Linked DNA regions of Sus scrofa: regions 2 and 3 are each linked to region 1. Evidence: chromatin contacts called from public Hi-C and promoter capture Hi-C data. All regions are on one chromosome and are shown on one strand. Each heading gives the region's core, a stretch centred on a gene start, on an enhancer-like site or on the middle of the called end of the contact. The rest is flanking DNA. Distances are from core to core; before and after follow the strand shown.

The links. Promoter capture Hi-C pulls out the DNA fragments that hold promoters and counts their contacts. Hi-C and Micro-C count contacts between places; a contact is called where the count stands out from the background.
Region 2: a Hi-C map of blood shows a contact between it and region 1, with 2.1 times the contacts expected there. The contact joins two enhancer-like sites. A contact is called at or near these places in 4 of 5 promoter capture datasets (fetal liver, fetal skeletal muscle, liver and 1 more), 14 of 47 Hi-C or Micro-C datasets (alveolar macrophages, blood, embryonic fibroblasts and 6 more) and 1 of 2 datasets of contacts at active chromatin or transcription factors (skeletal muscle).
Region 3: a contact with region 1 is called in a promoter capture Hi-C map of fetal liver, with 3 times the contacts expected there. The contact joins the promoter of RIPOR2 here to the enhancer-like site in region 1. A contact is called at or near these places in 4 of 5 promoter capture datasets (fetal liver, fetal skeletal muscle, liver and 1 more), 7 of 47 Hi-C or Micro-C datasets (adipocytes, blood, embryonic fibroblasts and 3 more) and 1 of 2 datasets of contacts at active chromatin or transcription factors (skeletal muscle).

The regions. Positions count from the first base shown.
Region 1 is chr7:19,655,953-19,658,803 of Sscrofa11.1, reverse strand. RIPOR2 (protein FAM65B) reads left to right here. Exons shown (of 22, transcript XR_002345593.1): 8 at 2,490-2,553. Among named protein-coding and RNA genes, the nearest start is that of C7H6orf229, 54 kb to the right of the region's middle. Within about 2 kb of position 1,408, at least 4 of the 83 cell types and tissues checked have an H3K27ac peak or open chromatin away from gene starts, as enhancers often do.
Region 2 is chr7:19,824,677-19,827,919 of Sscrofa11.1, reverse strand. The region is part of intron 1 of RIPOR2 (protein FAM65B); the gene reads left to right. Among named protein-coding and RNA genes, the nearest start is that of RIPOR2, 16 kb to the left of the region's middle. Within about 2 kb of position 1,884, at least 12 of the 83 cell types and tissues checked have an H3K27ac peak or open chromatin away from gene starts, as enhancers often do.
Region 3 is chr7:19,840,729-19,843,902 of Sscrofa11.1, reverse strand. It overlaps RIPOR2 (protein FAM65B), which reads left to right and starts at 1,558. Exons shown (of 22, transcript XR_002345593.1): 1 at 1,558-3,174. All of the region lies in intron 1 of LOC100515492 (a long non-coding RNA gene), which reads right to left.

The DNA.
Region 1 (2,851 bases), core at 159-2,658:
CTCCAGTTCAACCCCTAGCCTGAGAACTTCCAGGGGCGGCCACAGAAAGGAAAAAAAAAATCTCTGGTGTAGAAGCAGCCCTAGTTCATGAGACCTCATTTCCGCATGTCTCTGAAATCAAAAGACAATGACAGAGTCTGTGCAGAGTACACAAGCAGAGGACTGACCAGCAGCCTATGCCTCTCCTAGAACATTTGCAGGTCATTTCAGAAATAGCCACCTACCCACAGTCAAATGCCAAGTCATGGCGTTGTATTTGCTCACAAATTCGAAGAGGTAGAGTATAATTGTAGCAAGAGGAAGGGCTGCCCTGGAGAAGAAGGAAGTCCAGGACCTCACTTGACATTTAGGTGGTTTTATATCTTCACATGAGCTCGAAAGCCACAATTTTGTCACAAAGAGGGTTTAGGGCCAGATGGTTCTAGGTGCCTTTGCAAGTGTAGCAGAATCCATCGACAGCTGCCTGGGTGAGACAGAAGAAAATTCTGACCATGGATGTCCTCAACCGCTAAACTAGTTGCCCCCCAAATTTTTCAAAGACACTGCAGTAGTCTTGACATGCTTGATAACATCGTTGATATTTCTAGAAACAGTAATGCACTCCTTCCCAGAGACACCCAATCCTCTGAGGAAGAAAATTTGTTTATAAAACGAAGCCTTTGTTTTCAAAACTTTCCAGCTGCACAGAACTCGACTTTAGGAAGTTTTCCCCAGCTTTGCTAAGCTCTTTGAGGTACTGACATTTCAGAATCAGAACCTCTAGCTTGCAAATCAATCCTGAAGTCCTACCACAAAATCCAAACAGAAGCAGCCCCTGCCTTGCTGACTGAGCTGGCCAGGCCTCTGTTGGAGGGGGCCCCAACCCTCTGCCCACCCCTACCCGTAATGGAGAGAGGAACCTGCAGATGCTGCCCCTGGGGGAAAGGGAGGGGAATTCTGCTTAGAACAGAAGAGGTTGCATCAAAGCTTAAACTGGCCAAGCTGCAGAAGGGGCCCGAGGGGGGCAGTCCCCCGGCCATAGTGCTTTTCCTCTTGATTTCTTTCCTTTTTTTTTTTTTTTTTTTTTTTTTTTTTTTTTTTAGGGCTGCACCTGCAGCAAATGGAAATTCCCAGGCTAGGGGTCAAATCAGAGCTGTAGTTGCTGGCCTACACCACAGCCACAGCAACGCTGGATCCAAGCTGCGTCTTCAACTTACAGCACAGCTCAAGGCAACACCAGATCCTTAACCCACTGAGCAAGGCCAGGGATTAAACCCACATCTTCATGGATACCAGTCGGGTTTGTAACCACTGAACCACGATGGGAACTCCCCTTCCTCTTGATTTCTAACTCGGATTGCTCTGTTTAGATCCTCAGTCACTGAGGAAGTGGGGCGAGGGCAGTTAGACATCTAACCACAGGCGTAGACGGTGTCACTCCTGTGCCTTTAAAGTCCCCTCAACATTAGAGTGAGGAGAGGATGCTTGTCAAACCTGAGAATCATTTGGGGACGTCACGGCATGGCAGCCTCACTCACTTTGAGTAGAATTGAGCTCTTGAGCTCTTTTTGCCCCAAATTTTATTAAAAAAAAATCTCTAACCTATAGAAAAGTCGAGACTAGTATATTGAACCATCATATACCCTTTTTTTTTTTTTTGGTTGCACTCACCATGTGGCACGTGGAAGTTCCCAGGCCAGGGATCGAGCCCACCCCACAGCAGTGACCCAAACCACTACAGTGACAATGCCAGATCCTTAACCCACAGCACCACAAAGGAACTCCTAAACATTATATACCTTTATTTAGACTTACCAGTGGGTCGTATTTTGCCGTATTTCCTTTCCTTCTCTTGTATACACTCATTTTTTAATTTTTTTGCTGAGTCATTTGATACAGTAAATGGTAGCTATCGTGACATTTCACCCCATAAATATTTTAGCACAGACCCCATAATGATAACCTATGCAACATGTGTGTCCCCTGCACAACCACATACCTTTATCTCAACTAAGAAAATTACCAGTCATCCTCTAGAATTATCTGAGAGCCTGTGCCCTTTTAAACTGCCCTTATTTGGCCCAGTGATGTCTTTTACAACAGTTTTAGTTTATTTGCTTTCAAATCAGGACGGAATCAGAGTTAATACATTGCATTTGGTTGTTATGTCACTTTAATCTCTTTTATCTAGAATTTTCCCCCTGAGCATTACCACTGACTTTTTGTAGAATCCAGGCCAGTTCTTTTAGGATCTCCCACATTCCAGATTTATCTGACTGTTTATGGTGTAATTTACCTTGGTCCTCTATGCTCTAAATTTCCTGTGCACAAGAAGTCTTGCTTAGGCTTAGGTTAAGCATTTTGATGCTACATAGGTGGGGCTGTAGCACCACTTATTGCAAACAGGTAAACGCTTCCTGTTCCAGCAGTGGCTGTCCGCTGCTATGACAACACCATGGGCTTTGAAAGAAGCATAACCCTAAGGCCAGTCTCCTGTGCTCTCTTTCTAGAACATGTGTGCCATCGAAGCGGAGCTGGAGAAACAGCTGGGAGAGTTCTCCATCAAGATGAAAGGTATTCTTCCCCCTGCTTTCGAGAGTGAGGCGCATCTCCACAGAACTCCTCACCCTCCCCACTTGGGTCCATTTAGTGATGCTCCAGAACCTTCTCGTCCTGAGACTTGCCTACACACTTAAATATTTACTGGGACAGGATCTCAAACATACACAGACGTGGGGAGAATACTGCAAGGAGTTCCCATGAACCCATCACCTCGATTTAATAATTAGCAAGCTTTTGCTATTTTTACTTCATCTACTTTCTTCTTTTTTCTTTGATAAAATAACACCCGCCTCTAACAAAATGGATGTGC
Region 2 (3,243 bases), core at 635-3,134, 170 kb before region 1:
CCCTGACTCTAATGAAAAGTCTCCATTTCTGTATCATCTCAGAAGGTGATGGGGAGGGGACGGGGAATGTGTGTCCCCGCCAAGGGCATGGGCTTTATTTCTGGGTCTTGCCTCTGATCATCGGGGAAACGTCGGTCAGACTGCTCTCCCTCTCTGTACAGTCCATATACATTCTTTTTTCCTGGATCAGAAGTTTGTTCTTAAACCCCCCTTCCCTCATTGCCTCTTCGAGGGTAAGCACTTTCAGGACTCTGCTACCTCCAGTTGTATTAATAACTGGTCACATTTATTAATGAACACAGTCCAGCTTTTAGGGCCTTGCCTTATCTCTTCCTGCATCAAGCCAAACCCATTCCTCCCCATTGCTTCTTCACTCTGGGGTGGCCAAGGCAAGACCTCAGATGAAGGAGCCTAATGTGCCAACCTGATAATAATGATTCACACCTCACGTTCCTGTGGGTAGAGGTGGTTTCCCATATACTATCTCATTGGGGACTCCCAACTACCGTGTAAGTTAGAGGGATCTGTACTATTATCCCCCTTTTTACTTGTGTGGAAACTGAGGCTCAGAGAAAAAGGAATAAGAAGGAAGGTATACTGGGGATGGAACTTGTGCCAGGCACTATATGAGTCATTCTTTTCCTTAGTCCTCAACCCAATCCAATGAGGTTGGTCAATATATCCATTTAGCAGGTGAAGACTTTGAGCCTCAGAGAAGTTAAAGGACCTACTGAAGGCTACGTAGCTACTAAGTGGCAGAACAGAGCCAAGATTCAAAGTCATTTCTGTACAACACCTCTAGAACTGTTATCACCAGGGCTCAGCCTCAAATCAGTGGACTCCCAGTCTAGCAGTTTTTCTAGCTTTCTTTTACTGTCTGTTCAGAAAATCCATCATATCATTGCCTCCCCAAAATCTCAAAATGTGGGCCCAGCTGAAATGCACACAGCTCCAGGAGTCTTCTAAAGGTGGGTTCCCGGTCTGCCAGTGGCTGACAGCAGTCAGAGAGATATTTGGGGTCTGCTGGGATAGTTTCTCCCAGGGCTGTGCTGAATGTACAGGTGTTTGTGAAATACACAGAAGGAAAATGCTAACCAAATGTTAAAATCTTTATGGAGTATCTATCCTCAATCCCCGGATTCTTTCCTGTGCCGGAAGGGGTGGTGAGGACCATTCAGAAAGAAACCTGGATACCCAGCACTCTTGTGCTCAGACTTGGAGCTGGTCTTGATGAGACAGCACCCCCTGCATCTTCCCTAAAAGCAAGTGAAAGCAGAGCTCTCAGCCTCCTCTCCACATCTCAGGGCAGCACTGCCTCAAGGGTCCCAGCCCTGTCTGGTGGTCCCTTGACCAGGGGAACTTGCCTCTTCCCATTTGGTAAGTGGGTTCCCATCCTGGTGGTGGCTTCTGACTGGTGTGTCTCCGCACAGGGTACTGCCAGTGAGCCAAGTTGAAGCTTAGAGCAGAGCAAGGCAAGACCTTAGATCGCACCAGGATGTGGGGACCCACATCCCGGGGCCCTTTTCCTCCTCAGCACAAACTCATTTCAAGGTCACTCCCACACCCACAGGAAGATGCCTCTCTCCATACTGAGAAAGGGCTCCACTCCTAGTGTCTGCCACTTGTAACGAGGCCACCACGAGCTTGGTGACCTGTTTACTGGCAGAGTGGGGACAATGAAAGCTTTCCCTTCTGCACCAAGCAAGGAGAAACAGAAACCACACACAGAACATCTGTATTTGGAGCATGGCCACTGAGCCTCCCCCAGAGGTCATAGACTTTCCTTTTCCGACCTTGGGGATGAGATTGTACTTCACCGTTGCCCTCTCCTCTTCAAAACCCACACAGACCAGGGCCAGTGCTCAACTCTGCTGCATCATGTGCTTCTGCTTTTCTAGGCTCATGGGCAGACCAAGGCCAATGGACTCTCCCCCTCACAATTGTCATCAACATGAAGTAAGACAACACACATATGCAAATATTTTATCAGCCTTCAGAACCATACAGATATCTCTGTTCTTAGTCTAGCAGATTGGAGTGTGCCTTTAAAATTCACTTTGTTTCTATTTTAAAAATATAATTTAGGAGTTTCTGTTGTGGCTCAGTAGTAACCAACCCAGCTAGTATCCATGAGGATGTGGGTTCGATCACTGGTCTTGCTCAGTGGGTTAAGGATCTGGCACTGCTGTAAGCTTCGGTGTAGGTCGCAGATGCAGCTTGGACCTGGCGTTGCTGTGGCTGTGGTATAGGCCGGCAGCTATAGCTCTGATTCAAGACGAGCTTGGGAACTTCCATATGCCGCAGGTGTGGCCCTAAAAAGCAAAAACATATTTGTATATATTTTTTATATTTTTATATTATTACAATTACAATATATTTTATATTATTATTTAATATACTTTATATAATTGTATATTTTCCTGATATATAATTTATACATATTCTGGGCTTACTCTTTTTTTCTTATTATTGTCTTAATATTTGAAAAACTGAACACTTGCCTATAGGAGACTTACAGATCCAAAAAGTGCCATTTGCCTGAATGGTTCCTTTTGGCCTTGCTATGTCAGGACTCGTGGAGTCCCCGGGTGCTAGCCTCTGACCCACATCTCAGCAGCCATGGGACAGAGGGGCACACCTGCCTCTTCTTGCCTTTGCCCCCACTGGAGAACAGGAGCGTGATTCATTTCCTCCAGGCCTTCAGCTTCTTATCTCCAGCCGGTTTCCTTTCAAAGTGAAATGCTGCTCCACACCTCAGGATTATCCTCTGCTTGTTCTCTTTAAAATTATCAGGGTCGTGCATTTAAGACGGCTAGTCTCCATGATACGGCAAAGGGTCACCAATTCAAAGAAATCGCAGAGGAACGTATCTCCTAAATTCATACAAATGATTTCCTTAGAAGTATACACTAATCTTTTAAAAATGGACAGAAAAAAAGAGAGGAAAAATGCACAGCAATTCAAAACAGAGTAGCAAAAGTCATGCCTTTAGAAATTCTGAGGCTTCTTGTTTTTCAGGAGAAACCAGAAGGATTTATAATTAGTGTTGCCATTGTTTACATCCTGACCTTCCAAAGTGCTTTAAAAGATTAATCTCTTCCATCTACCCTTCAGTCCTTTATTTTTCATCTGCTAAGCAAAGGTGAAGTTTGCCTATCTTTATGTGAATTGTCATAAATCTGAAATAGTGAGCCCTCAAGTAATAAAACTCAGCTCTCCTTTCTACCTGTGGTAAAATGCATA
Region 3 (3,174 bases), core at 309-2,808, 180 kb before region 1:
GAGTGAATTTACTAAAAACTGAATATAATAAGGAAGTATTTCTCCTAGAGGAAGCCACCACAAAGGTTCCACAGATCAGTGCTCTACCATTTTTCTTCTAAATTGAGACTGCTCCATTGGGCTGGCGGAGTCGGCTGGGGAAACAGACCTTGCCCTTTTTCCCGCTACCCTTGCCCTTTTTCCCGCTATGCCGCATAAAAGCAACTCTGCTCCATTGATGTTGGTCAGTCGCAATTTGCATAACAAATTATTTTCAAACTTAAAATAGCCGGGCCCTTAATCACAGAAGAAAACAAGACTCTTCCCTAAGGCCTCACAAAGATTGTAAATTCAGAGGGCTCCTGGGACAGACACAAGTCCCTAAATTAAGCAACTCACACCCAGTGACTCTCATAATTATTCCTGTATCTGTTTCTCTGGGCATCGTCTGGGTCTCTACCTTTTGAATCTTAAACTCAATGCATGGGCATTTTCTCTCCTTTGTGCCCAGGTGGTGAGTGCTTCAAACTGGACCCTGGCTGTCATCAGTGTGATGGCTCTTTCTCTCTTCCAATAAGTCAATCATCAATTCCATTGGTTTAGCATTTCCATTACCAGTCTCCTCTTCTCCACTGTTGTGGGAGTAGTAGCTTGGATATAAGGTTAAGGGATGTGGATTTTATCCTAAGAATAAGTACACGATAGAGGGGATTTGTGTGGTGGTGGTAGATGTTCATACCTGTGTTTTCAGAAGATTACGCTAGCTGTAAAGAGCAAGTGGATTGGGAAGGGGGTGGCAAAAGTGGCATGTGAGGACACCAGTGAGGAGGTTTTCAAGGCGCTCCATGACAGCTGATGGTCATCTGGGCCAGGGTGGTGACTATGGGGTTAACTAGAGGAAAGATCTGGGGGATAACTAGGACATGGTATCCGTCTAGTCAGCTGTTGACTTGAATGTGGGCAGGAGGCCTAGGGCACAAGGAGAACCACCTCCTGTCTGGGGAGCAGTAGGTGGAGATGGGAAATGTCGCAGAAAAGCAGTTTGAGAGGAAGAGGAGGAGGGAGAGGTAGTGATGGGCCTTGTCTGACAGGAAGAGGGCAGATAAAACGTAGGCAGTGCCCTCTCCTCAGCTCATCGCCTCTCTTCATCATCCAACTCAAGATTCTCTGTCTTTATTCCACCAAAAAAACCATCCTCCAAAAGTGTTCTAGATCTAAAAACTCCTGTGAAATCTGATCTCAGCAGCAGTGGAAAGAATACTGTATTGAGGTTTGGGGATGGAGTGGATTAAGACTTGGCTCAGATCTACTAACCTTCTGTGCAAACTCGGATGTGTACCCTAACCTCTCTGAGCTTCGGTTTCACTTTCTCTGAAGTGAGACTTCTAGGTGTGATGTTATCTAAGATAATTCTCTAATACTTGTCACTTCTTTATTATTCAGAAAGTGCCTTTGCCAAGGCTCCATGGGACTTTTTGCAGAAATGGAAAGGTATTGCCAAACTTAAGAAGCACTGAATATGTAGAGTGTAGTTCATAGTTACACTGCAGTATTTTTTTTTTTTTTTTTGGTCTTTTTGCTATTTCTTTGGGCCGCTCCGCAGCATATGGAAGTTCCCAGGCTAGGGGTCGAATCGGAGCTGTAGTCACCGGCCTACACCAGAGCCATAGCAACGCAGGATCCGAGCTGTGTCTGCAACCTACACCACAGCTCACGGCAACGCCGGATCATTAACCCACTGAGCAAGGGCAGGGACCGAACCCGCAACCTCATGGTTCCTAGTCGGATTCGTTAACCACTGCGCCACGACGGGAACTCCCAGTATTTTTTAGTTACTTAGTTTTAAGAGTTAATATAGGTTGTGATGAAACATAGAGCCAGGCTCTCTAAATTCAAATCTCCTATTAGCCAGTGGCTGCTCTGTGAGCCCAGCAAATTATTGAACTTCTCTGTGCCTTAGTTTCACCATATATGCAAAATGGGTACAGTATTATCATGACAGTGATCCGAATTAATATCTGTAAGTACTGTATCTATTAGATAATTGCTATTTAGAGTTATTACTCTTTAGTCTTCACTCCTTTATCTGTAAAATGGGATTACTAATAACTATTTATTAGTAGAAATATGGGGGAAATTAAATAAAATTCCATAGCTACATAGCATGCAACACAAAGCCTATTTCTTGGTAAATAATCAGCGCCGTAGATACACAGTCCAATAGCCACAACTAGGGACTGGCTTTCAATTTTATTCCAGTTTCCAAAGAATAAACTGAACCCTGTATCCTTTTTGAGTGTGTTGGTGACAGAAGAGAAATAAATCAGATGCTATGCTGTCATTTCCTCCTGGTGTTTTATAAGCTTTTATTCTAAAATAATGCCAAGTTTTCCTTAGTGGCTTTCTTTAAAAGGAGCACAATGTGCCTTGGCTTAGCAATTTCCATTCTCTACTGAGTAATTGAAGGTCTGTTTCTCCCCAGGATAGTTTCAAAGTAGAACCAGACATGCTGGTGCTGTTTCTCCAGAATATAACATTTAGCTTCCATTTATTGAAAATGAGTTGAAGGGAAAATGCAGCAAGGATCACATAATTACACTTTTCTCCATATTCTTTTTAACACATTGCTCCTAGCAGAATCTCCGTGTTTCGCCATGAAATTCTGCAACTTATGAAAATTTAATAGCAACCTGAGCCCAGAGAAGAGTGAAAATTGGTATTCTACACTGAACACAAATGAAAATGTTCCTGGGAGAATAAGACTCCACAGACCATTTATTCCAGGCATTTATGAGTGTGTACTTGATTAAAGAAAAATAGAACTTGAAGAGTCAGGAAAGGGAACCATATGGCATGAGCCAGGGGTCTGCAGCTCTGCTCATCTGACCGGAAAGAATAAAACATGGTGGCAAATCTTCTGTTTCCGGTCCCCCCCCCCAAGTCTCTCCACGATGGTGAGGCGGAAACTGGCGAGATTCGTATTTAAATTCACAAGAGAAGAGGCAACAGCGAACTTTTCAGCTGCCTCTCATTTTAGACCTAACTCTGCTTTCCGCCCCCTCTGGCCCACTGTTCCCTCTCATCTGCTGTTGTAAATTACTTACATCTGAGAAGCAGTGACTCATGCAGCAGAAGCTGAGGAAATGCGTGGCTTAATGAGGAGGAAAGAAGGTCTGATACCGATGGCAAGAAAAT